Linked DNA regions of Mus musculus: all the other regions are linked to region 2. The links are chromatin contacts, called in public Hi-C and HiChIP or PLAC-seq maps. All regions are on one chromosome and are shown on one strand. Each heading gives the region's core, a stretch centred on a gene start, on an enhancer-like site or on the middle of the called end of the contact. The rest is flanking DNA. Distances are from core to core; before and after follow the strand shown. Region 1 holds the start of Ddx50 (DExD box helicase 50). Region 2 holds the start of Hnrnph3 (heterogeneous nuclear ribonucleoprotein H3). Region 3 has its middle 20 kb from the start of Dnajc12. Region 4 overlaps Herc4 (hect domain and RLD 4).

Region 1 (2,700 bases), core at 150-2,649, 370 kb after region 2:
GTAGAGACCCATAACTATTCATCCAACTTGTGGGAAAAGCCTTTTTCACCATCATTCCTTGAACACACCTGGTGTTATAAAACTGAATCCATAAGACTACATTCAGACAAAGTCATTGATGTTAAGCCAGTCCTTATTTTCATAGAATTCTGGAAGCTATCACAAATTTAAAATATTGTGGTCCCGGTTATTTAAGTCTAATCATAGAACTCAGGACGTGTAGCTGTAATTTTTTTAAGGCCTGTGTTTGAGGCTCAGATTACAAGACTGCTACACTAGACATTATGTAGTTTGCAAGAATGCCCTGTACCTACATCTAGGTTTGGTGTCATCTTCCCTCAGGAATGTAATAGCTGATTGACTGAATAAAGAGAACATGATAAACAAGGTTTGAGGACTGGGATTGTTGTTCAATTGGTAGTAGGCTTGCCTGGTCTGTGAGGTACAGGGGATCGAGCCCAATCTTTGTGAATATACATAAAGACCAAGAAGTCAATTCGCTGACACTGATATCTTTCATATAAATTTGTACCTCAGAGGCAGTTAATCCTGAACCTTAAGATTAAATGTACGTATTACAAGCAGGTCATCTGTCAGACACATTGGACTTGCTTTTCTTATCCTTTAGATTTTTCCCTATTCTGTTTCATAGGAGCGAGCATTCGCCTTGCAACTCTGGGAAATTACAGCTGTGAGAGCGCTGTGCCCATCGCGGATTCCGATCACTTTTCAAGTCTTACAAGCGCTACTGAGTTTGGACAAATAAATTCGCTTCTCGGGTGGGTTTGGTTTCTTCTGGGATACGTGAGAACTAAAAGTGAAGCCATAACTTAACGCCTGCATAAGGAGCTAATATCCTTGAGGCGGCCCCTCGGCTTCAGACCCCTGCAGATTCTGCTGACCCCGGGAAGCCTCGACGTCAATGCCCAGGTACCGTTACAGGCTAACGCTCCACCCACTGCGGGGGGCGGGGCGGGGCGGGGGCGGGGCGGAGGGCTGCAGTTTCCGGCGGCGAATGGCTGTACGGCGCGTGGCGCTCCCGCCGGCCTCAGCTCGTGCTTGCCCACGAGCCGCTGCGTCGCGCGTCAGCCCCTCGCTCCCCGCCGCCTGCGAGGGGGCTGCGCGAGCGTTGCAGGGCATGCTGGGAAGGGAGGCGTTCCGAGCGGGGGGAGGGGAACACTTGGAATTCTGCGTGCCGCGCCAGGGGAGGCGAGCGTCCTTCCTGGAGATTGGCCCGTGCTCTGGAGAAGCCTGTCACTTCAGACCGTGGGCGGGCCCATCGGGGCCACTCAGGTTTTCATTGGCCGAGGGAGGCTGCGACTCTCTGGGAGAGTTTCCTCCTGTAGAGTTCCGGCTTGCTTTGCTCCCGCCGCGAGGTGCGTGGCCCGGAAGTGACGCACGGTCCTGGCCGGCGGGGCCGCCCAGCCCCCGCTTCCTTTCACGCTCTCGGTGGCCGTAGGTGGTCGCGGCCACCGCAGCCGGGCGGGAGGTTGCGACGGCCAGTAATGCCCGGGAAACTCCTCTGGGGAGACATAATGGAGCTCGAGGCACCCTTGGAAGAGTCCGAGAGCCAGAGGAAGGAGCGGCAAAAGGTGTGCTGCGGCTGGGCCGCGCCTCCCTCGGGCTGCGCTGGCCTGGGCGGGGAGGGGAGCTGTCTAGGAAGGGGAAAGACCTGTCAGGACCGGGGGCGAGTTTCCGAGGGACAGCTTCCCCTTCGCCGAGCTCAGCCCTCCGAGGTCCCAGGGACCATTCCCCATCGCCGCACTCCCGGACCTGGAGGAGAACGGCCCGGCTTCCGTGGTACTTCAGCCCCACGTCGGCCTCTGCGCCCGGATCTCTCCCGAGAGATGGGCAGACTTGAGCTCCCATCGCCGTGGAATCTGCTCGTGTTCCCTTTCTTAGGCGGCGAGTCCCTTCATTTGGTTTTCCGGGGCCTTCGAAGAGTTGAGACAGAGATGATGATGGCTTTGCCTATGTGTTGCCTCCCGGTCGCGGTGTCGTGTCTGCAGCAGTCTCGGGAAAAGCTATCCTAGGGGGTTACAATCCTCCATGATTGGGTAATAGAGGCTTAAGGAACAGTGTCAAAGCCAGGCTTGCCAGGGGTTGGCTGTGATGGAGTTCGTGGGGGTTGTATTACGAATAGCCCTTACTGTCAGTATTTTCAATCCACTGTGGTTTTTATTGAGGCTAATCGTGCCAGACTCTTAGCTGAGGACCGAGGAGATAAAACTAATTAAGTATGCAGAATAGTCCCTGCCCACCAGGAGCCTGTAGAGGTTCTATCCCCACCTCCGTCCAAGACATTAAGAAAGAAAGAAAGAAAGAAAGAAAGAAAGAAAGAAAGAAAGAACCCGAAAAATAGAGGATCTTATGGTGTTAAGAAAAAATGCAGAGGTAAAATTTTTACTGGAGACATTTGACCTGGAGAAAGAAAGCTGAATGAGGATGAAAATGACTGTGGGAAAGATGACACTTGATAAAATATTTACTCTGTAGAGTGCTAGAGATGAGGAAACACCCCCTAGGACCTACCACGAAGGTAAATTTTAAATTCTAGCCACCCTTTTATGTCACCTTCCCAGTGGGCATTGAAGTGAGGCCACCACTATGCCCGACAAATGCCCAGCGTTGAGCTCTATTCCCAACTCTCGTTTTTCTGTTTTTGTAGAACGTACTAAATTTGGAATTTACATTTGAGAG
Region 2 (2,700 bases), core at 111-2,610:
TGGCTACCCAAGAACAAAGACAAGGAACTGCTTACCATGCCATTTCAGGAAGTACTTAATAAACCTGAGCTATGACGGCTTCTAGAACATACTTTGATTTTCCTGTCTGTAAGTATAAGCACACTGCGCCCCCCCCCCCTTCTCTGAAGGATATTTTGGGCTATAAAATCAGTAGAGTACTAAAGACTTTCAAGTAGGTTTGAAGATGAATTAAAGCCGTGAAATACAAGTTTCCATACAAGAAAGTCATTGGCCTCTTGGCTCTAGTATAAACATAAATAAAAATTCATAGTAAATCAAATCCAACCTTCCACACTGCCACTACTCCACTCCACATGGACTTCCCAGTGTTTGTAGCACAAAGAAATCTTTGGATGCACACTGAAGGGTGATTCCAACCCAGCCCCATCCACGTTCACAGCCTTAGTCTGTCCAGCCCGGCCTCTTTTCGCCCTCTGCTGTCCGTACCCACCTTAATTAGCTTTGCTCTCCCAAGTCTCTCAACACCAGGGTGGCCCTCCACCTTCCCACAGCCTTTCCATGTGCAATTTGTGTTACAACTTTAAAAAAGCCATAAACGGGTCGGGAGCAATCTTGGTAGCACGACAGAACCTCCACATGCGGTTTTTTTAGGTGTCTCCTGCGAGCACAATTTTTAGGAATACCAAACTCTTACTTAGATAAAGTCTATTGCCGTGAACCACAGACCCGTCACCCGGGTTTAATGGAGAGAAAAACCGAACCTGGCAGGTAGGAAACCAATCAAGGCGCCAAGGCTGCCTACGCAGGGGAACAAAGGGGATGCCCCAGGCTAGGACGGGAATCCTGCTGGGTTTAGACGCTTTGTATCTTCGCAGGCGCAACATTCATCTTTTTTTCTGATTGCATAATGCAAATATGGTGGACCAGCAAAGCCGTCCCCGGGTTGGGGGGCGGGGTGACAGAAACCACGTGGCTCCTTCCGCGCGGGGGCCTTTGTGGGATCTATTCCCAGTGGAGCAGATAAGAAACTTAGCAAACCGCGTGACCACGGCTCCTCAGAGGCCCGTGGGGAGGGACAAACGTGAGCTCCGGGGTTCAGAGGGTTGGTCGGTCGGCGGGAGCCAACGGAGTCCGCCACAGCCCACTCGCTGCGACTCCACGCCCACCACGGTGGCAACCGGGCAGGTCCCGAGTGCGCAGGTGCGCTGCGCCCCGCCCCCTGGGAGACCACGCTGTCACTCAAGTATCGCGAGAGCAGCGCGGCAGAGAGGGGGTGGGCCTGGGCAGTCGGCCCTGCCCCCTCCCTCTCTCTCGCCCCCCTCCCATCCCCCCTCGGCAGTCGCTCGGCTGCGCAGCTCCTAGAGCGGTTGGCGCGGCGGGAGACGGTTGAGGGGAGCGAGGGAGCCGAACCGTTGTGGCGAGCGCTCAGCAGCGGGCGAGCCAGGCGTCCCTGCCCGCGACCAGACCCGCGCGAGCGTCGGTGTAGGCGTTGCTTACGCCCCACAGGGTATCTGAAGTAGAAGGGGGGGTAGGTTGGGCCGGCGGTGCCGACAGCGGAGTCGGGAGAAGGACGAAGAGCCCGGGAGCGGGTGAGGGAACGCGGAGTGGCCGCTCGCTCGCTCTCCCCCGCCGCTCGGCTGCCGCCATCTTGGGGGCCGGTAGCGGTCGGGTCGCCTTCCCGCCTTTCCCCCGCTCGGGCTACTTTGTCGCCTCCGGCTTACGGGAAAGTGTCCGGCAGGAGAGAGTGCGGGCGGGAGATCCGAGCTCTCCGGTAGGGATGAGGGTGGGGAGCTCAGCGAGCCGGGAAAGCGGGACGCGCTCCGGGTGGAAATGGCGCTCGGCGGGCCCGGCCACCCACCGGGGCCTCCGGTGCTCTCGAAGGGACTACCTGGGGCCGGCGGGGCTGCGAGGGGCTGCTGACGCAGACTCCAGGGTTGAGACAGGGGGAGCTGGGGGCGGGGGAAGGAGAAGCCAGTGACGACGAGGGCGCTCCGATGCCAGATGCAGGACAAAGGCGGCCGCGGTCCTCCTTTGTAATTCCGCCGCTCGGTTGCGATGGCCTTGGCCGGGGGCCGGAGGCGGACTGTCCCCTATCTCCCGGGTCTCTAGGGCGAGCTGGGCAAACGGAAAATCTCCGGGAGGAGGCAAAGGACGCTTAGCCGACCTTTTAGTCCCTATTTGGAACTGCGGAGAGAGTCCGTTGCGCATCTCCAAAGAATTACCACCCACCTACCCCATGTCCCCCTCTTAGGTGTCGACCAAGACTTTTCATTTTGGAAGAGAAGTGCATGGCTTTTCTAATAGGAATAGTGCAAAGTGGGTGTGTTTCAAACAGGTCCGGGCCAGGTGAACTGCGAAGGTGCTGCGTTTAGGCAAGGGTGGAGAGTTAAGTTGTGTTTGGGGTAGTTAACTCTCCAGGAGTTGTGTTTTGTGTCGTTTTGTAATTAAGGCCGAAAGCCCAGTGCATTTCGTTTCATTTGATGGCTGAGCATGTTTAAAACTTGTATCGAACTGTGGTGTTTTGAAGCCGAAATAGGTCTCTTAAAGTGGAAGCCGAATCGCGTACCTAGTTGACGCGTTTTGGGTCCTTAAATTGGAAGCCGAATCGCGTACCTAGTTGACGCGTTTTGGGTCCTTAAATTGGAACTGTCATTAATTTTCATTGAAAATGGGTTAAAAAGGAAAAAAAAAAAAAAGCACATTTGGGCCTGAAAGTTA
Region 3 (2,700 bases), core at 50-2,549, 340 kb before region 2:
CCAAGGTGTGGCCCCTGAGTAATTACATCATGCAACAGATCAGGTATAAAGGGGGTTTACTGGGGGAAGGGAAAGGAGTGAGGGTCTGGGAAGACGGGAAGAGGCAGACAAGTGGACATGTAGACAGGCAGGCAGACAGACAGGAAGCAGACAGAGAGCCATGAGGGCAGAGAAGGAAAGAAGAGGTCAAGAGAGAATGCCGGGAACAGAGAAAGACACAGAGAGAGAAAACGGGGAAACTGAAAGGGCTGGGGTGGTAGGCAGTCCATTTATAGGCAGCCCATAACCTAGCAGCCGCAGATGACTTAAGTTGTTGCTAGGTCCCTGAGAGGAGTCTAATGGAATGGTCTGTAAGTTAACACGCCAACACACACACAGTGTTAAAAAATAACTTTCGCTTAGACATGGTAATACGTGCCAAAACTCTAAGCACCCAGGAGGCTGAGACAGAAGGGTCACAAGTTTCAGGTCAGCCCGCAGCTACCCAGCAAGTTCCAAAACAGACTGAGAAACATAGCAAGACTCTGACCAAAAATCAAGAAAGTCCACTCTGATTGCAGTTAAGGGAAGCAGTTTTCAGAGTTGAAATTACCTAATACTGAGGTTAAAGAAATTGTTGTCAAGAAGTTAGGAGCGTCCTCATGGGTACCAGTGTCCATGAGGAGGCCTTGGATCCCTTGGCATCAAACACTGTTTTCAGGAAGCGCACGGGCCAGTTCAGTGGCCTCTCACAGCTGGGTAGCACTTTCTTAGTTCCTACAGAGTTAGTGTTCGGCGGCGGGAGGGGGGTGGGGGGGGTGGGGGGTGGGGGGGGTGGTATCAATTAACAAAGAAATCTGAAACCTTCACAAGCCTCTGTGTACTAAACACTCCAAACATCAGTTTGACCTACTGTCCCGCCATGTCCTTGAGGACTCGCGATTTAAACCGCTTTGGCAGATAAAACAGAGTACGACAGTTCTCTTAAGGCAATGAGCATTTGCCAGGAAAACAACAGGTGGGTATCCCAACCACTTCCAAAAGCATCCTTCGCCTTCCACTGAAATCGGTGAAGCCACTTGAAATAGTGAGCCCGGGAGACCCCATCCCTAGAACCTCTAAGCCTTCTGAAACAGGGCTTCAGATTTTAATGAAGAGCTGAAGTTGGAAATCACTACATGCCACGTCATATCCAGAGAGTCCATCCTTCTGTCTTTACAGTGGCTGCTCATGAATCAAACAGTTCTTCACCTCCCGCAGCAAGACTCTACACCCCAGGTTTCGAGGTGCGTGGTGAAGGGAGGTGTGCTGTGCGCGGCCCCTCGGTAGCGCCCTGGGTCTCCTTATGATTGGCTCTGTGACGATGTGTCTTCCACATCTAGCTCTCTTTGGTCTGAAAGGGAATAAGTGAGTGAATGAATGAATGAATGAATGAATGAATGAGGGTAGGGCAGGAGCCCCTTTGTCTCCTCCTCCTTTTGTCCTGAGGCTATACTGGTGAGTAGGAAAACTGAAAATCCAAATTTTGTTAAAGGTGTGCTGGATCTGTATTCCTATCCCAGGCAAGGCAAAGCCAGCTGAGCCTTCCATTGTTTTGCTGGTTAAAGCTGTTTTAAGTTTTGACACACACACTTCTCCATTAGTCTCCCTTGTTCAGGATCTTTCTGGGACTGACTGGTACTGTAGCCGTTAGTATTCTAATGCTAATTTGGGTCCCCTAAGTTAGTTGACTTGAGAGGGTAACTCCTAGCTTCTGGGAAACTGCCCCAGTTAATTCTGATTGGTAAATAAAGATGCCAGCAGCCAATAGCTGGGGAGAAGAGAGGAAGAGGCAGGATTTAAGGTTCCTGGGCTTGGGACCTGGAGGAAGCAGGAGGGAAGAAGAGAGACTCGCTCTGCCTCAGGAGTGTGCAGAACAGAGACAAGAGCAGCCATGGGGTAGGGAAGCAAGGCGAGCCTTGGGTTCCGGGCCAAGAAAACGTGGCCCAGAGGGCTGACTAATTGGAATTAGGAGCAGCGAAGATGGAGCATAGAGATTAGAAGTAGTAACTCAGAGTTAGGCAGTTGCCCGGCTATTGTGTTATTTAAGGCATATTAAAATATAAAGGCGGTGTGTGTGTCTTTCATCTGGGAACATAAATGGTCTAAGGTGGGAAGGACCTCGCGCCAGGATTTATTAAAAATATTACTATTGGGCTGGAAAGATGGCTCAGCGGTTAAGAGCACTGACTGCTCTTCCAAAGGTCCTGACTGAGTTCAAAATCCCAGTAACCGCTGGGGGGGGGGGGGGGGGCGCACACCTTTAATCCCAGCTCTTGGGAGGCAGAGGCAGGCGGATTTCTGAGTTCGAGGCCAGCCTGGTCTACAGAGTGAGTTCTAGGACAGCCAGGGCTACACAGAAAAATCCTGTCTTAAAAAAAAAAAAAATCCCAGCAACGAGGCTGGAGAGATGGCTCAGTATTTAACAGCACGACTGCTCTTCTGAAGGTCCTGAGTTCAGATCTGACGTCCTCTTCTGGTGTGCCTGACAACAGCTACAGTGTACTTCATAGAATAAATAAATCTTTAAACAATATATTACTACTACAACATACACCAGGTGTAAGAAGTACACATCATCAGAATGTTTGTTGTCCACCTGTTGAAGGGCCAGGCTCTCTGCTATGGACTAGGGATACCAGATAAGTCAAGCCCAGAATGTATGTGGTATCTCTATAGTCC
Region 4 (2,700 bases), core at 115-2,614, 260 kb before region 2:
AACACTAATTAAGAAAATGCCCTGAAGGGCTTGCCTTACACTTTTATCTCTTGGAGGCACTTCCTCAACTGAGGACCCTTCCCTCTTTGAAGACTCCAGCTTGTGGTGCCAAAGTGACACAAAACCAGCCAGTACATTTGCTTAAATGACTATAAAGTTTTAGTTTTGCAAACTGAAAAGAGATCCACAGAGTGCTACAAAACAATGTGATAACACAACTCCTTAATTTTAAAACAATTCAATTAGGAAATCTTGTTTTATGTACTGACATCAGTTCAAATCACCCTTTTCACTGGAACCCGAGTTTCTGTATGACCCGAGTTTCTTTTTCTTTTTCTTTTCTTTTTTTTTTCCCTTCTTCGAGACAGGGCTTTTCTGTGTAGCCCTGGTGGTCCCCGAACTCAGAAATCCACCTGCCTCTGCCTCCCAAGTGCTGGGATTAAAGGTGTGTGCAGCCACTGCCCGGCCAGAATTTCTCTGCATGTATAGATGTAGATAACATACACACATGCCTTTGGGGTCTTACCATGAGTCCAGGATAGATAAACTCAATATTCCTCCTCTTAGCACTATACTCCTAATCTGTTACTTTACTAACAGTTCATGTAAACACAGAAGACCAGCATTTTAATAAGAGCTGTAATATATGTAGCACACGTTAAATACAGTAGCACTTACCAATATCTTGTGGACACTGTCCATTATAAGAAAACCAGTTTCCTTTTACAGTGAAAGGGCTTTTTCTGTTGCTGGTTGAACCAGTTCCCAACTGCCCATTACCACCAAGACCAAAGGAGTAAATTCGTCCTGAAGAAGGAACAAATGCAGAGGTATGCTGCCTAGAATAAAATGACAGAAAACTTCTGACTTAAGGTTAAATTCCAAAGAATTAAAGTACAAATTAACCAACACGATCCTCTTAAAAATAAACCAGGGTTGGGAAAATGGCTGGGGGGAAATGAGTGTCTGCACCATCATCCAGCACCAGGAACTGGCCAGAGCACCCAGAATCCTGTCGACAGCCAGGTAGGAATGGCAGAGTGCCTGTGAATGCAGCATGGGGGTAGGAACGTCACGCTGATCCTGAGAGCTTTAGCTACCGCCAGTTTTGCTGAAATACTGAACTTCCTTCCAGCCCACTGCAGCCCCCGTCTCAGGGCAATGCAGCACTGAGTGACAGAGAGGAGGATACCCAATGTCCTGTTTTGGCCTCTAAATATGCACACACACACACACACACACACACACACACACACACACACACTTAATAAAAATCACAAATCATCTTAACAGGTCCACGAAGAGCAACTAGGAATAGGCTGGGATATCCCTCAAAGACAGAGTGCTTGCTATCACAGATAAGACCCTGGGACCAATCGATAGCACTGAAAATAAACAAGACATAAACTAGAAATTGTTTGATAAAGATTACCTACAAAAATAGCTGGGCACAGTGGTGCACACTTTTGATGCCAGCACATAAGAGGCAGAGACAGACAGATCCCAGCCTGGTCTATATAGAGTTATAGGATAGCCAGAGCTATAAGGAGGAACCCTGTTTAAAAAAACAAAAACAGCTGGGCGGTGGTGGTGCACGCCTTTAATCCCAGCACTTGGGAGGCAAAGGCAGGCAGGATTTCTGAGTTCAAGGCCAGCCTGGTCTACAAAGTGAGTTCCAGGACAGCCAGGGATATACAGAGAAACCCTGTATCGAAAAACCAAAACCAAAACCAAAAACAGACCAAACAAAAACAAAAACCTACAAAAATCTATGACTGACATACTACTTAAATGTGAAATACTGAGTTTTCCAACAAAGAAACAAAACATGCCTGATTATCAGTACTTTAATGATTAGACTAGCATACTAGCCAACACATTAAGACAACTATATACATGGTTTGCACAACTAACAGAAAGAAAGCCACAGATACACCTATGAACATAAATAATTTATCAATAAAAGTTTAATGAGGTGGACTGGAGAGATGGCTCAGTGATTAAGAGCACACTGCTCTTCCGAAGGTCCTAAGTTCAAATCCCAGGAATCACATGATCACTCACAACCACTGTAATGAGATCTGATTCCCTCTTCTGGAGTGTCTGAAGACAGCTACAGTGTACTTACATATAATGAATAAGTAAATCTTAAAAAAAAAGTTTAATGTGACAGCACTTTTAAGAAGCGATATAAATACATAATTTATAGCAACTGTGTCATCACAAAGCAAGGAGGTCAAGTTTTCAAAAAAGGAACTGGACAGTAGATTCTGGGAAAACAGATAAGTAGTAAGTACTGAGAATCTGTCTCTCATCTGGGTAAGGACTGTACTGGCAGAATCTGATACAATTATTATTGTTTGCCTTAAATTGCCAAGTCTGGTGATACAAGTCTTTAGTATTACCATTTGGGAGGCAGAGGTCTGGTTAACTCAATACAGAGTTCCAGGACAGACAGAGAGCAACAGAGAGCCTGACTTAAAACAAAACAACTTTTAAAAGTATCTAATCAACTACAGACTAGATTGACTTAGAAAGATAATTCAAACTACTAAAATCAGGAGAGAAAGTGGAAACTTAGGCATGGTGGCACTTGTGTACTGCCAGCACCAGGGAGCAGGGGTCTGTTTTAGCCAGTTAGAGGCACCTTGTGAGACATTCTCAAAACAAACTGAATTCAACAGCATACTAAGATGGTAT

What was found. Hi-C and Micro-C count contacts between places; a contact is called where the count stands out from the background. HiChIP or PLAC-seq counts read pairs in DNA pulled down with a chosen protein or histone mark.
Region 1: a contact with region 2 is called in a Hi-C map of natural killer cells, with 9 times the contacts expected there. The contact joins the promoter of Ddx50 here to the promoter of Hnrnph3 in region 2. A contact is called at or near these places in 1 of 39 promoter capture datasets (hippocampal neurons), 12 of 484 Hi-C or Micro-C datasets (CD4 T cells, the N1E-115 cell line, double positive thymocytes and 7 more), 7 of 115 datasets of contacts at active chromatin or transcription factors (astrocytes, effector CD8 T cells, embryonic stem cells and 4 more) and 3 of 9 other capture datasets (adipose tissue, liver and pancreatic islet).
Region 3: a contact with region 2 is called in an H3K4me3 HiChIP or PLAC-seq map of embryonic stem cells, with 3 times the contacts expected there. The contact joins the enhancer-like site here to the promoter of Hnrnph3 in region 2. A contact is called at or near these places in 16 of 39 promoter capture datasets (the 3T3-L1 cell line, 3T3-L1-derived adipocytes, the C10 cell line and 11 more), 15 of 484 Hi-C or Micro-C datasets (B cells, the C10 cell line, CD8 T cells and 11 more), 13 of 115 datasets of contacts at active chromatin or transcription factors (the NIH/3T3 cell line, the SCID.adh cell line, bone marrow-derived macrophages and 8 more) and 2 of 9 other capture datasets (adipose tissue and liver).
Region 4: an H3K4me3 HiChIP or PLAC-seq map of fetal liver shows a contact between it and region 2, with 4 times the contacts expected there. The contact joins the enhancer-like site here to the promoter of Hnrnph3 in region 2. A contact is called at or near these places in 8 of 39 promoter capture datasets (3T3-L1-derived adipocytes, embryonic stem cells, hippocampal neurons and 3 more), 1 of 484 Hi-C or Micro-C datasets (embryonic stem cells), 7 of 115 datasets of contacts at active chromatin or transcription factors (embryonic stem cells, epiblast stem cells, fetal liver and 1 more) and 4 of 9 other capture datasets (adipose tissue, embryonic stem cells, liver and 1 more).

The regions. Positions count from the first base shown.
Region 1 is chr10:62,649,917-62,652,616 of GRCm38.p6, reverse strand. Ddx50 (DExD box helicase 50) reads left to right here and starts at 1,399. Exons shown (of 15, transcript NM_053183.3): 1 at 1,399-1,592. The coding sequence starts at 1,506.
Region 2 is chr10:63,022,509-63,025,208 of GRCm38.p6, reverse strand. It overlaps Hnrnph3 (heterogeneous nuclear ribonucleoprotein H3), which reads left to right and starts at 1,360. Exons shown (of 10, transcript NM_001079824.1): 1 at 1,360-1,489. It overlaps Pbld2 (phenazine biosynthesis-like protein domain containing 2), which reads right to left and starts at 697. Exons shown (of 10, transcript NM_026085.2): 1 at 473-697.
Region 3 is chr10:63,365,295-63,367,994 of GRCm38.p6, reverse strand. No RefSeq gene overlaps it. Among named protein-coding and RNA genes, the nearest start is that of Dnajc12, 20 kb to the left of the region's middle. Within about 2 kb of position 1,299, at least 14 of the 459 cell types and tissues checked have an H3K27ac peak or open chromatin away from gene starts, as enhancers often do. A contact at or near this core is called in embryonic stem cells and epiblast stem cells, where this site is marked.
Region 4 is chr10:63,281,320-63,284,019 of GRCm38.p6, reverse strand. It overlaps Herc4 (hect domain and RLD 4), which reads right to left. Exons shown (of 25, transcript NM_026101.4): 9 at 679-839. Among named protein-coding and RNA genes, the nearest start is that of Gm51767, 5.4 kb to the right of the region's middle. Within about 2 kb of position 1,364, at least 7 of the 459 cell types and tissues checked have an H3K27ac peak or open chromatin away from gene starts, as enhancers often do. A contact at or near this core is called in fetal liver, where this site is marked.